Regions from separate parts of the Sus scrofa genome. Here regions 2 and 3 are each linked to region 1. A link is a contact called in public HiChIP or PLAC-seq data. All regions are on one chromosome and are shown on one strand. Each heading gives the region's core, a stretch centred on a gene start, on an enhancer-like site or on the middle of the called end of the contact. The rest is flanking DNA. Distances are from core to core; before and after follow the strand shown.

Evidence for each region. HiChIP or PLAC-seq counts read pairs in DNA pulled down with a chosen protein or histone mark.
Region 2: a contact with region 1 is called in an H3K27ac HiChIP or PLAC-seq map of alveolar macrophages. The contact joins two enhancer-like sites. A contact is called at or near these places in 1 of 47 Hi-C or Micro-C datasets (skeletal muscle) and 1 of 2 datasets of contacts at active chromatin or transcription factors (alveolar macrophages).
Region 3: an H3K27ac HiChIP or PLAC-seq map of alveolar macrophages shows a contact between it and region 1. The contact joins two enhancer-like sites. A contact is called at or near these places in 1 of 47 Hi-C or Micro-C datasets (blood) and 1 of 2 datasets of contacts at active chromatin or transcription factors (alveolar macrophages).

What each region holds. Positions count from the first base shown.
Region 1 is chr1:167,537,499-167,541,918 of Sscrofa11.1, reverse strand. LOC100626276 (a long non-coding RNA gene) reads right to left here. Exons shown (of 3, transcript XR_131319.4): 3 at 702-4,420. Among named protein-coding and RNA genes, the nearest start is that of RPLP1, 240 kb to the right of the region's middle. Within about 2 kb of position 3,043, at least 22 of the 83 cell types and tissues checked have an H3K27ac peak or open chromatin away from gene starts, as enhancers often do. A contact at or near this core is called in alveolar macrophages, where this site is marked.
Region 2 is chr1:167,814,381-167,818,776 of Sscrofa11.1, reverse strand. It overlaps TLE3 (transducin-like enhancer protein 3), which reads left to right. Exons shown (of 20, transcript XM_021100790.1): 11 at 573-725; 12 at 1,116-1,248; 13 at 1,796-1,980; 14 at 2,733-2,809; 15 at 3,634-3,883; 16 at 4,253-4,396. Among named protein-coding and RNA genes, the nearest start is that of TLE3, 39 kb to the left of the region's middle. Within about 2 kb of position 3,001, at least 4 of the 83 cell types and tissues checked have an H3K27ac peak or open chromatin away from gene starts, as enhancers often do. A contact at or near this core is called in alveolar macrophages, where this site is marked.
Region 3 is chr1:167,868,518-167,873,192 of Sscrofa11.1, reverse strand. No RefSeq gene overlaps it. Among named protein-coding and RNA genes, the nearest start is that of TLE3, 15 kb to the right of the region's middle. Within about 2 kb of position 2,347, at least 40 of the 83 cell types and tissues checked have an H3K27ac peak or open chromatin away from gene starts, as enhancers often do. A contact at or near this core is called in alveolar macrophages, where this site is marked.

The DNA of each region.
Region 1 (4,420 bases), core at 1,794-4,293:
CCACGTGGTGCCCTAGAAATCACAGCACAGAGACGACCTCCACTTTGCCATCTGCTCCATCTTAGGACACTAACCTAGAACCCCAATCTGAACCCTTTCCAAATTTCTTGAGATTCCCAACCTCCATCTAACTTAGATTGTTTTGGGTTATTTGGTTTTTCACCCTAAACTACCAACACTCTGCCTCTTAGACTCTTATTGTTCAGTCTACAAGGGCAATAAAAAGCCTCCACGGGGTTCCAGGACATCAAATAGCTCCTTTTAAATTAGAAAGAAAGGGCAAGGGGAGACCTCTAACCTTTGTATTTTGTTACACAAGTGAATTAGACACATATGGAATATGTTTCCTTCTAGCTGGGCACTATTTTAAGACTGGAGATGGTCCTTAAAAAAAATATATATATAGGAGTTCCCGTCGTGGCGCAGTGGTTAACAAATCCGACTAGGAACCATGAGGTCGCGGGTTCGGTCCCTGCCCTTGCTCAGTGGGTTAACGATCCGGCGTTGCCGTGAGCTATGGTGTAGGTTGCAGACGCGGCTCGGATCCCGAGTTGCTGTGGCTCTGGCGTAGGCCAGTGGCTACAGCTCCGATTCGACCCCTAGCCTGGGAACCTCCATATGCTGCGGGAGCGGCCCAAAGAAACAGCAAAATGACAAAAAAAAAAATATATATATATATATATACACATACACACACATTCATAGGTTTATACATTTCTTTGCTCACGTGCCTAATTATTTCATTAGGAAATAAGGGGAGATGTTAAGGCACACTTGGAAGATTAGGGATGACAGCAAGTACACAAAGGAGATAGGACATTCTCAGCAGGGGGAAGAGCTTGAGCAAAGACCCCTAGGGCTAAGGAGCATCTCCTGGTCTGAAAATGTTGAGAGCTATAACAATACATAAGACCCTGCTTTCTTTCAAAGCCCTCCAGTTTCAAAACCACTTCCATCCATGGTGCAATATCCACCCTCTTGGATGTCCTGGGCTGTGATGTGCAGGACTCCTCCTCAGGGACCAACCAACTCTTCCAGAATCCTGGCTTATATCTAGGCAGCTGCAACCCATAGACCAATTCCTCTAAAAACCCAGGCGGCCATAAAGGGCTGGCAAATATTTTAAATTTAAAAGCTAAAAGCTATTACCTATCTGAAAACTAATATTACTGTAATTTTGGTTCATAAAGTCATATTACAGTTTCTACGTAATTTGAGACTAATGCACTAAAAAACAACAATTACTTTGGTTTTAGATGCATAGTGTAAAAACGTAATTTTTGATATCAATAACTGATAAGTAATAGGTATAGCATATATATAAAAGGAAATGAGAAGGGAATTAAAACATTTCACTACAGAAAATCCCCAACTAAACAGAAAAGACAGTAATGTAGGAAATGAGGGACACAAAACCTGTAAAGCATGTAGAAAACAAAAGCAAAATGATAGGAGTAAGCCTTATTATTAGTGATATCATTAAATGTAAGCAAATTAAACTCAACAATGAAAACGGAGAGATTGGCAGAATGGATTAAAAACCATGACCCAACATATACTAGTTACAAAAGACTCGCTTTATATTCAGACACAGATAGTTTGAAAGTGAAAGGATAGAAAAAATAGATCATGCAACTAGAAACCAGAAGAGAGTGGGAGTGCCTCTATTAATAAAAGATTGAATACAGCATGAAGCTATGACAATTACAAACATTTACGCACCTAATAACAGGCCATCAAAATACATGAGGCAAACATGGACAGAACTGAAGGGAGAAATGGACAGGTCTATAATCATGACAGGAGCTATGAATTCTTCATCTTCTGTAATGGGTAAAATTGTCAGAAGGAGGTGAGGAAACAGAGGACTCGAACAACACATGAAACCAGCTGGATCTAACAATGTACACAGAATGCTTTACATCTGACATAACAACAGAATATGTGTTCTTAAGTGCACATGAGACATCTTCCAGGATAAGACCATGTGTTAGGCCACAAATTAAGTCTCCACAGATTTATAAAAATATTATACAAAGTATCTTCACAACAAGATTTTGTTAAAAATTAACAACAGGAGGAAAACTGGAAAATTCGCAAACTTGTGGGAATCAAACAAACACACTCCAAACAACCAATGGATCAAAGAAGACGTCACCAGGGAAATTAGAAAATGTTTAGAGACAAATGAGACAAGAACACAATATGCCAAAACTTAGGGGACACAGCAAAAACAGATCCCGTTTGGTTTATTCAAAGCCACAGAGATAGTACATTGAGAATGTGGGATTTAAACCCAAGTCTGTGAGAACCAAAAGCACATGATTTTTCCATTAACTCATCATAGGCTGTGTGTGTGTGTAGAAAAAAAGGGGGAGGGGAGGGGTGAAGGAGTTTGAAAGAACAAGGGTGAGTTCTATGCTCTTACTGTCCCTGATGATGGGGGAGATGGTGCTAAGACACCGATTGCACAGTTACTCGTCTGTCTCATCCATTTTTAGCATCTGCCCCTGCTCATCAGCCGGTTTCCCAGACCAGGTCAGCTCTCCTATTACACATCCACCCTCAGAGTCCCTGTATTTCCCTTCCTAGCTCGTATTGCAGCAGTGACTCAGTTACCCATGTCATCATTTCTTCAACCCTTCTCTCCCTCACTAGACTGCCCCATGAGGCCAGGGCCTGTGTCTTTTGGTCACCACGACATCATTTTGCACTTCGCAGAGGGGCTGCAGAAAGTGGGTGCTTGGAATAATTTGTTAAATAGACAGATGGTTGGATGGATGGACACACGGATGGATGCTTGGTTGGACCGGTGAATCTCACCTCACTGGAGACCTGACATGTGCAGTGAGCCAGGGCCCCAGGCCTGGGCTCTGGGTCGAGCATCCCAGCAGACCACGACTACCTCTCTGTCCCCAAACCCTGCCCATGTGGTGAGTCATCCAGATTCTGAAAACCGCATGCTGCTTTCCACAATGAGGCTGCCCAGAAGGGCCCTTCCAGGCCTCAAGGGGTGTCAGGAAAACTTTGCTCACACGCACCATTACAGCCAGCCCCTTATCACTGCTATTTCTTTGATGTGCTCCTGGTGAGTCAGGGCTGCTCTCGCTGCCTCAGTGCTGTTCCTGTTTCAGCAGCTCTCTGACACTTTTAAACGAAAGTCGGAAGTGGCAGGCTGCGTCTTTCGGCTAAGACTGCAAACAGTCCTTTGCTTTGATTACTCTTTGATTTGATTATAAACGGACTTGGGGTTGAAAGGGACAATGATGTCAAAGGGAAGATGGTGGGACCCTCCCACCTATGGCAAAAGAAGGGAAACCATCCCCAATGCCTCCTTTTCTCGAGCAGGTCTAATGTATGCACCCCCATTCTGGTCAAATGAGGGTCTGGTGTTTCCTGACACACCTTGCACTCGCTTCCTTTCATACCTACATGTTTCCTCCTGCCCAGAGTGCCACTCAGACTCCCATCTCCACCGCTTGTGGCGATCCCATCTCCAGATCCCATCCAAATACCACACAGCCTCCTGGGCTCCACTCAGTTGCTCCTTTCTCCTCGGAGCCTCTTCTGATCACTGCGCCCCCCCCCCCCCCATCTCCTGACCTGCCTTTTCACATTCACTTCCCATATGGCGATGACTCATGTAACTCTCTAATGACGGTATGCATTTTGCAATGCTTTGTTGCAATTTCAAGGAAGAAAGCTGGGGTGTCTTGGGACAATGGCACTGGTGAATCCACCTCAGCTCTGTTCTTATCTGATCTCAGAGAAGTCATGACTCTCCATTTGTTCATCCTTGAAATTGGGGGCTTTTGGGGGATAGTTTTGAATATGAAGTAAGAGGATGGTCATAAGGCTGCTTATATAACTGTACGATGGTTTGTGTGTGTGAGGCGTGATCAGTACCCAGCATTTCCAGCATCATCACCACCACTGGCATCGTTACATTGCTGTTTCACATGTGTTACCTTCCAAACTAGGTGTGAGCTTCTCATGGTTAGGGACCCCCCTTCCCACACCTGGCACCAGGCTACACACACTGTTGATATCCAGTGGCCATTTCTTAATCAGCTGCTAAACTCCAAGGAAAACAAATCTAAGGGAGAAGAAGGTATTTGACAAAGTCTTTCAGGGTGTATCCTTTTTTACTTCCTTTGTCTAAAAAAGGACAAATGGAAAACAAGGACATTATGAAAGTCAGACACTTCCCTGCCTAACAAAGATGGTATGGGACATGTTTGCCATAGTCCCTGACCACACAAGGGCACTTCCAAATTCAGAGTCTCATCCAGCCTTTAAGAATCCTGAGAGGGCCAGGGGAAGCAACCCATTAAACAGTCAAGCAAAGCGAAGCCAGTAAAGCCAAGGGTCTCACTCACTCCACGGCAAAGCAGTGAGTCATCAATAAAATGCACCCTGT
Region 2 (4,396 bases), core at 1,752-4,251, 280 kb before region 1:
GAGCTGTCGTGTCTCAGCTGTTGCACGGTTACTCACAGCCCCCAACCAGGTGATGAGGCCCTTGGGGTGGAGGCATCAAGTTAGTCAAGAGGAGAGTTCGGGGTTTGGCTGTGTGGTGGCTGGGTGTTCGTGCACACTGAGGGGTTCCTAGGATGAATCTCCAGAGAGAGAGAGACCCCCAAAGATCCCAGGAGAGAGCCAACTTCCACTCTCCGCCATCCCTGGGATCTCAGGGTTGTGACACCCCCACCCACCCCAGGATCAGCCTTGACAGGGAAGGTGGAGCTGAAAAGCAGCTCCATGAGGCCGAGAGGCCAGGCTGCCCAGATTGGAGTCCTGATCTTGTGTTTGATCCTGGGCGGGTCACCTCCACCCACCCAGGCCTCCATCTCCCCACCTGTGGGATGAAGGCGTCAGACTAGATCATGAAGAACTGGTCGGTCCCCACCTGGGACCATGCTCCTTTTCCCAGACCCCATGCCCCCTCCCTTCCCGGTCCCAGAGCAGAGAAGACTCAGCTCTTAGCACAGCACACTGCTCTCAGCGCATCTCTGCATCACTTGTGCTTTTAGGACCCAGCGACGCCCCGGGTCAGCCCAGCACACTCCCCTCCCGAGAACGGGCTGGACAAGGCCCGTGGCCTGAAGAAGGACGCCCCCACCAGCCCTGCCTCGGTGGCCTCCTCCAGCAGCACGCCCTCCTCCAAGACCAAAGACCTTGGTCATGTATGAGGCTGGGAGAGGGCTGGGGAGGGTGGGGGCAGAGGAACAAGGTCTGGAAAGGGCACTGGAGCCGGAGTGGTGCTAATTGGAAGGCGGAGGAGTGGATAGAAAGCATGTGGGTTGGGGCTTGGCCTGGGTTCAAACCCTGGCTTTACCACCTACTGCTGGTTGAGCCCTGTGCTTAGTTCATTAACACTTCTAGGCCTTGGTTACTGCATCTGTAAAATGGGAACAGTCATCACAGTCCCTGCCAAACAAGGCTGGGCAAAGAATTGAGGGGCTGTGGGGCAGAAGGTTCAAAACCGGGGCCAGCACTGGCTTCACGTGGTGCCTAGCTCTTGGGAGAAAGGAATCTTCATGGCTTCCCTTGGTCTCTGCACCTTCCCTCTGCAGAATGACAAATCCTCCACCCCTGGGCTCAAGTCCAACACTCCAACCCCAAGGAACGATGCCCCAACTCCGGGCACCAGCACGACCCCGGGGCTCCGGTCGATGCCAGGCAAACCTCCAGGCATGGACCCGATAGGTATAATGGGTAGGCACTGTGGGGCTGGGCTGCCCGCTGGCGGGAGGGGGTGGGGGGTCTGCCCCGGGCCAGGGCTGGAGCCTCGCAGATGGGCTAGAGCACCGGGGAGGGTGTCGGAGTTGGGACCTTCCCAGGGCTTGTCTCTGTGGGACTTGCTCGGGTTTGAGAAGGTGAGTGCCCAGGGCTTCAATGCCGATGTCCAGGCGTCTTGGAGCCACTGCCCAGCTAGGTGTGTGGAAGGAGCTCCAGACAAGTCAGCGCACCTACTGTCTGTCCTGCCTCTGTCGTTAGTTCTCTGAGGCTCCGAACAACCCCCTTCTCTGAGCCTCTGAGTCCTGCTCTAGAGGTGGGCACATCTCTCAACTCACACCTTCTTGGGCTGGTGGGTTCCATCTGGGAGGACTGCCTGGAGAAGACAGCTTTAGAACGCAGGAAGTATGGCTGCTGGGCTAGGAGGCAACCTGGTGGCCTGGGTGTTTTCCTGGATGGAGGGATGGGGCCCACTGCCCTTGACAGCATCTCCCAGCTGACGCCCAACTCCTTGCAGCCTCTGCCTTGCGCACACCCATCTCCATCACCAGCTCCTATGCTGCGCCCTTTGCCATGATGAGCCACCACGAGATGAACGGCTCCCTCACCAGCCCCAGCGCCTATGCCGGCCTGCACAACATCCCACCCCAGATGAGCGCGGCTGCCGCTGCCGCTGCTGCCGCCTATGGCCGATCGCCAATGGTGAGCTTTGGAGCTGTACGTAGACCTTTTGGCTCCTTTTTTGGGGGGACCGGGCCCTGAATGGGGAAGTTGGAGTGGGTTAGGGATGCCCTTCCTGGTGACCACGTCGCTGCCTTTCGGGTAGACTGTTTATTAGAAACAAGACAGGAACACACACTTGGGGCTCAGCAAACCTGGGTCTCATCCTGCTTGCCCATTAGTCACCCTGTGACCTCATGCAACACAGCCTCCCTTTCCATGTGGAAATCGAGGCTGACACCTGTTTTTCTGGGCTCTGTGGGAATGGGAATCCCCGCAGTGAGTGAGGTGAGTTTCCTTGGCAAATGGGGCTGCCAGGTACACAAAGATGTGTCTGCTGTTACTGCTCAGCACTTGGGTTGGCAGGGGCAGTTTCTCTCCTGACCTCCTGAACATGGGGTGGTGGTCTCTTCTCTACATGGCCTGCTGGGACACCAGGAGAGGGGACAGGGATCAGCTTGTCTTGCAGAACAGGGAGAACGAGCGGAGGGTGGGGGTGGAAGATCCTGGTTCAGAGTCTGAGGGTCTGGACTGTCACCCTGTCCCTGCCATTGTCCTGGGAAAGGCACGTGACCCTCCTGGGCATGTGTTCTCTCTGGAACAAGGGGCTCTGCTCTGCTTGGCTGCCCCTCAGGTTCTGAGGGGGAAGCAGTGCAGGAGGAAGGCGGGGTGGGGCATGTGTGGTGGGGGATGCGTGGCGGCACCCTCACTGAGGGCCTTGTCTTGCTTTACAGGTTGGCTTTGACCCTCACCCTCCCATGCGGGCCACGGGCCTGCCCTCAAGCCTTGCCTCTATTCCTGGTGGAAAACCGTAAGCTCTGGCTGTATTTGTATTTGTTGTACGCTTCTTGGGGAGGGCGGGGGTGAGCATACCACCCATCCACTTCTTCCCTGCCCTGGGAGACCACCCCCCCCAGGAAAGGCGCCCCCAGGCCAGGCTGCAGTGCCAGCAATGGCTGCCTGGCCACACTCCTGCTCAGCCCCAGGCTCCCTCTGAAAGGGAATGAGGGAGGTTGGGGTTGAGGCTGTAGTCCCTGGGCTCTGAGAGAGAAGGGACACTTCAGATGCCAGGCTCTCCCATCCAGATGCCATGGAGCTGGTGCCATGCCCCCGTCTTGGGGGCTCCCGGGGGTTCCGCCCCCAGCTGGTGCCCACTGTGACCTAAACCAGTAGGCAGACCATGCCCGCTCAGGCCCGGCTGTGATGTGTTCATTTGATGATGATTCATTTGATGATGACGATGTGTTCAAGTGATGATGATTCATTTGAGGAGCCAATTTTCCTTCCTAATATCACTGGCTCCTGGGCGACGGGGGGAAGCATTCAGACGGCATCGTTTCCAGGATCCCTGTGTTAAGGATTCTGTAGCTGGTAGGAAAGGCTGTCCCAAGGCAGTGTGGGGTTAGCCACCTGGTTGGCAGCAAGGCTGGGTAAGCAGGAGTAGAGGTCAAGGCAGGGTTATGAAGCACTCTCCACCCTGGCAGAGCCAGACGGAGGAGGCCAGGGTACCGGCTTCCCTAGGATCTGGGGAGGGAGCACCTGGAGGCAGGGGGTGGGACCAGTCAATCCAGGCAGAACCCCTGGGAACCGTTAGAGGATTAGAGATGCCAGGAGTGATGGTTCTCCCCCTTCTAGAGCGTACTCTTTCCACGTGAGTGCTGATGGGCAGATGCAGCCCGTGCCCTTCCCCCACGACGCCCTGGCAGGCCCCAACATCCCCAGGCACGCCCGGCAGATCAACACACTCAGCCACGGGGAGGTGGTGTGCGCTGTGACCATCAGCAACCCCACGCGGCACGTTTACACTGGTGGCAAAGGCTGCGTGAAGATCTGGGACATCAGCCAGCCAGGCAGCAAGAGCCCCATCTCCCAGCTGGACTGTCTGGTGAGGATCCTGGGGCTCTGGGCATCTCCAGCCAGGAGAGCAGGGCAACCTGGGCCGGGGGCACACCCCCATCGACCTGGCCGGGCTCGACCCTGTATTGGCTGGGCAACATTGGGCAAACCGGCAAACCTCTCTGAGGCCCACTTTCATCATCTGTAAATGGAGATGATACTGACCTGCAGGGCCTTACGAGGAGATGACTGAAAGTTTGCAAGGTTATAAATGAGGAATGGAGATGGCCTGGCAGCTTCCTGGAACTGCCGTGAATAAGGGCAAGAAGTGAGCAGAAGTGATAAGGGTGCTGCTGGATGTGATGCCCCCGGGAGGAGGGGGTTGGGTGGCCCTGAGCACTGCCCCTTCTCCCTCCAGAACAGGGACAACTATATCCGCTCCTGCAAGCTGCTCCCTGATGGACGGACGCTCATCGTGGGCGGCGAGGCCAGCACGCTCACCATCTGGGACTTGGCCTCACCCACGCCCCGCATCAAGGCTGAGCTGACGTCCTCGGCTCCT
Region 3 (4,675 bases), core at 1,098-3,597, 330 kb before region 1:
GAAAAATATCCCATGGTCTGGATGTCTCAGAGTTTCTTTATGCATTTACTCCCTGAAGGACATCTCGGTGGCTTCCAAGTTTTGGCAAGGATGAATAAGGCTGCTAGAAACACCTGTGTGCAGGTGTTTGGGTAGACGTAAGTTTTCATCTCCTTTGGGTAAATAACATGGAGTTCAATTGCTGGACTGTATGTTAAGAATATGTTCAGTTTTCCAAAGTGGCTGTACCATTTTGCATTCTCATCAGCAGTGAATGAGAATTCCTGTTCCTCCTCCTCCCCAGTATTTGCTTCTGCCAGTGTTTGTATTTTGGGCATTCTTAATAGGCATATAGTTGTCTTACTGTTATCTTAATTTGCATTTCCCTAATAACATATGATGTGGAGCATCTTTTTATATGCTTACTTGCCATTTGAATATCTTCTTTGGTGAAATGGTTCAGACCTTTTTCTGTTTTTCTGTTTCTTTTTTTTTCTTTTTGGCTGTGCCTGAGCCACAGCAGTGACAACCTTGGATGCTGAACCTGCCAAGCCACCGGGGAACTCCCTTTTGTCCATTTTTAAATAAGGTTGTTAATTTACTTACTGTTGAGTTTTCAGAATTCTTTGTCTATTTTGGGGAGTTCCTTGTCTTGGTGCAGCGGAAACAAATCCAACTAGGAACCATGAGGTTGTGGGTTCGATCCCTGGCCTCGCTCAGTGGGCTAAGGACCCGGCATTGCTATGAGCTGTGGTGTAGGTCAAAAACAGGGCTCTGATCTGGCATTACTGTGGCTGTGGTGCAGTCCAGCAGCAACAGCTCCAATTAGACCTCTAGCCTGGCAACCTCCAAATGCCGTGGGTGCAGCCGTAAAAAGACAAAACAAAACAACAACAACAACAAAGAATTGTCTATTTTGGGTAACATTCCTTTATCAGATATGTGTTTCACAAATATTGTCTCCCAGTCTATGGCTTGTCTTCTCATTTTCTTGATGAGTTAACTTTTCGTTATTAAAATAATTATTTGCTGCCTATACAGCATGTTGATAACGAATATCAAAAGAAAAAATATTTTTGATTCTAGTTCCCTCAGGATGACGATAGTACTGATGACGGTGACAACCGTTCCCATCTTTGGAATGCTTGAAGTGTCCCAAGAACTGACAATCATCTCATATGACCCTGCCACAGACCCTTGTGGGGCAGATATTATCATACCCATTATGCAGAAGCTAAAGAGGAAGCTCAGAGAAAGGAAGTGGCTAGACCCAAACTGCATACCACTAAGTAGTGGAGCCAGTGTTCAAACCCAGCAGCACCGGCCCCAGAGTCCTTGTTCCAAACCGGGCAATTGTAGACTATGCCGTTTTCATCTTCGGTCTCCCCCAGTCAAGTACAGTCATATCCCTATGTGCCCCCGGACCCTCTCAGATGTTATCACCTTTTTTTTCAACTTCGGGATCTCCCTGGGAGCTAGGTATCCTCACAGAAGAACAAATCGAGACTCTGAGAGGTTAAGTGACTTGCCCAAAGTCTCCCAGGTGTGTGAGCTCAGATAAGCCACTTTCCAAGGATTTATGCTCTGTGAGGCCAGACCCCACCAGCCAATTCTTCCCTCTACTTTGAGTGGCCCCAGAAAAATCAGTCCTGGGCTGGACTGCCGCTGTCTTGCTCTCCTCCCTCCCTCTGCCCATCCTTCTGTGGCTTCTAGAGGGATCATTCTAAATTGTCAACCAAATCATGGCCCCTCCCCCGTGATGGGCATCCCGTGGCTTCCATCTGTCCTCAGGAGGACTCCCAAACTCCCTGGCATGGCATGCCAGGCTCCCGGCATCCTACCTCTTCTGCCTCTGCAGCCTCGCCCACAGCCTCCACCCATGTCCTCAGCTAAGGCACCATCTGCTCCTACTCTTCCTTGAGCCTCTAGGACTTGATCCACACTGCTCTTTTGCCTGGTACACCTTCCCTCCTCCTGCACCCCTGACTCCACCTGAGCCCGGAAGAGGCAGAGATGGCAGTGGACGGGGTCCCAAGAGGTGGGCCTTGGGATCTACTTGGAAGGGGGCACCCTCATGATTGATGTCCTGATGGAGCTTTTGTTTGGGGGAAAATCCCCCAGGCCCTATCCTCAAAGGCAGCCTTGCGAATGGTCCGTGGGAGGTGGGAGATTCCAGGTCTGCTTCTTTCCCAGGTAGGCTGGTGATGCTGGGGCCACCCCAGAAGTGGAAAGCACCTGCACACACCCCTTCCCTGGCCCGCAAGGGCCCCAGTCCCAGTTCCGCTTGGCGTTACCATCCATGGCATGGTGATGGTAGCTTCCTACGCCACGCCCCAGAGGCTCACCTCCCAGTCACCCGGCCCCACATTCCAGTTAAAGAGGAAGGGTGCAGAACGGGAAGTGGAACTCCTGCCCTAGCCACCCCACAGTCTACTGGGAGCTGGGCAGGCAGGGGTGTGGGGAGAAAGAGCAGAGGAAGCGGCTTCTCTCAGCGTTATTGGAAGCCACGAGACACCTCCAAATGCCCCCCTCCTTGATATGTCTGCAAAATCTCTGCTTCGCTGCATTTAATTCAGCATTTAACGAGCCCCTACTGCGTGATTACCCACAGGGCTAGGTGTGGTTTGCATATAAGATCACAAGTCCAGCCTTTGGGGGAAATAGCACTGGCATCTGACCAAGAGATCTGGGTAGTTGAGCCCCGTTCTGCAGTTATTAGCTAGCAGGCCACGGGCACTCCAGGAAACCTTCTAGGCCTCTAGTGGGCCATCTTTCGAATGGGGACTGTGGTATCTATCCAAGAGAGCTGCAAGGGAGCAGGAATGGGAAAACGACCTCATGCACCGGACATCGCTGGGCAAAGGTCAGGTGATGCCCACAGCCTGGAGGCAGAGACCCACACAGGCCCAGCTAACCACAGGGCAGGGCACCCTGGGGTGAGGGCATCAGACACAAATAAGGATGCCATGGAGCCCAGAGGGGAGCGACTCATTCTGACCAAGGGTAGAGGGCAGTGAAGAAAGGGCCTTGAAAAGCAGGTGGGATTCCATGAGCTCAAATGGAAAAGAAAGAGCATTCCAGCAGAGGGAACACAGGCAAACCCAGAGGCTAATGGGGTGGGGGTCGGGGTGGTTTCGAGAGCAGGGGAGTGGCAGATCCGATTTGCTTTAGAGGTCCTGCTGGCTCCTGAGAAGGGATGGAGTGGAATTGCCAGGGCCCAGGTGAGCGAGCCAGCCTCACCCTCCAGGAGAGGGGCGATCTGCAAGCTTGCCCTCCCCACAGTCTGACCTGCCAGAAGCTGGAAAGGGTTAGAACCTGGGCAGGGCTGAGCCAGCTGCCTGCCCACAGCCCCTCCCCCAAGCCCACCCCCACCCCCTGGGAGCCTGGAGACCTGTTTGTTTTCCTTGTAAAGAGGGGAGCCCTGCCCTTTGTGAGATTTCTACTTAGGAAGGAGCGGGCAGTCAGCTTGTGCTGCTGCCTGGATTTCCAGCTATTGACACAGACTCTGACAATGAAAGCAAAGGCCAAGAGAGGCAGAGACAGGGCGGCTGATTAAAATGTTCTTCCCGGGTTGTTCAGCTCTGCCCGGGGAGGCTTGCTGGAAAACCCGGGGAGGAACCATCACCTCCAGAGCTTGGCCCAGTTGGAGGCGGGGCTGAGGAGCTTCTGCACCCCCATGCCACAGATTCATCGGCTCCAGCTCCCAGGGCCCCTGCTTTTGTGGTTTCACCCTCCGGTAATAACCAGGGTCAGGGATGTGACTGTGACTCCTTTCAGGCTCAGTTTTGTTTCTAAAAAGGCACAATAACATACCACTTCATGGGCTTTGTTATGGGTCAGATTTGCCCAAGAAAGGACTCAGAGATGGAGCAGGGTTGCCAGATCAAATACAGGAAGCCCAGTTAAATTTGACTTTCAGATAAAGGAAGGATTTCTTTTTCGTAAGTAAGTATATCCCATGCCATATTTGGGATATACTTATACTTTGAAAAGTGTTCTTTGTTTAACTGAAATTCAAATTTAAGTGGGTTTCCTGCATTTTTATTTGCTGAATCTGACAACAGGAAAGTGGAGAATGTTCCAGTTTGCAGGGTGTGGATGGAGGAGGGCTCTCAGTGTCAGATCCTGGTGAGGAGTGAGGGCAGCAAGAAGGGGCAGAGGCAGAAGACAGAGGGCTGTGGCGTCGCCACACAGAGGTCTCAGCCGACCTGCAGGAATGCTCTGGAGCTGGGTGGCTTTCCAGAACTGCCTAAACAGAGGCTAGGGCGCTGAGCTTTTATATTCCCACAATCCACCCATCATTGGTTTCTGGCTCTCCAGGGCTTGACCTTGGGAGAGGGGGTTCACCTCTGCTGAGAGTGGTTCTGAGAGCTCCCAATCCCCCCTTGAAGTTGGGGCCTGGGGTCTTGGTTCCCAGGGGGAGTCTGGGCAGCCACCCACCCCTGCCACCATGATCCGATGGTTATACAGTTTGGTGAGACAATTGAGTAAACACCTGAATATGGGCTTGACAGCTAGGAGTCAATGATTTTAGCCCCCACTCCCCTCCCCCCCCAGTAAAGGCCAGGTCACTTAGCCTGGTCTCCAAGGCTGCCAACCATCCAGTTCCAAGTTACCTGCTCTTCCAAACTCCTGCAGCTCCTTTCTGCCAGCCCTTTCCCACATCAGCCCTGTTGGTTTAACATCTGGAAGGGGG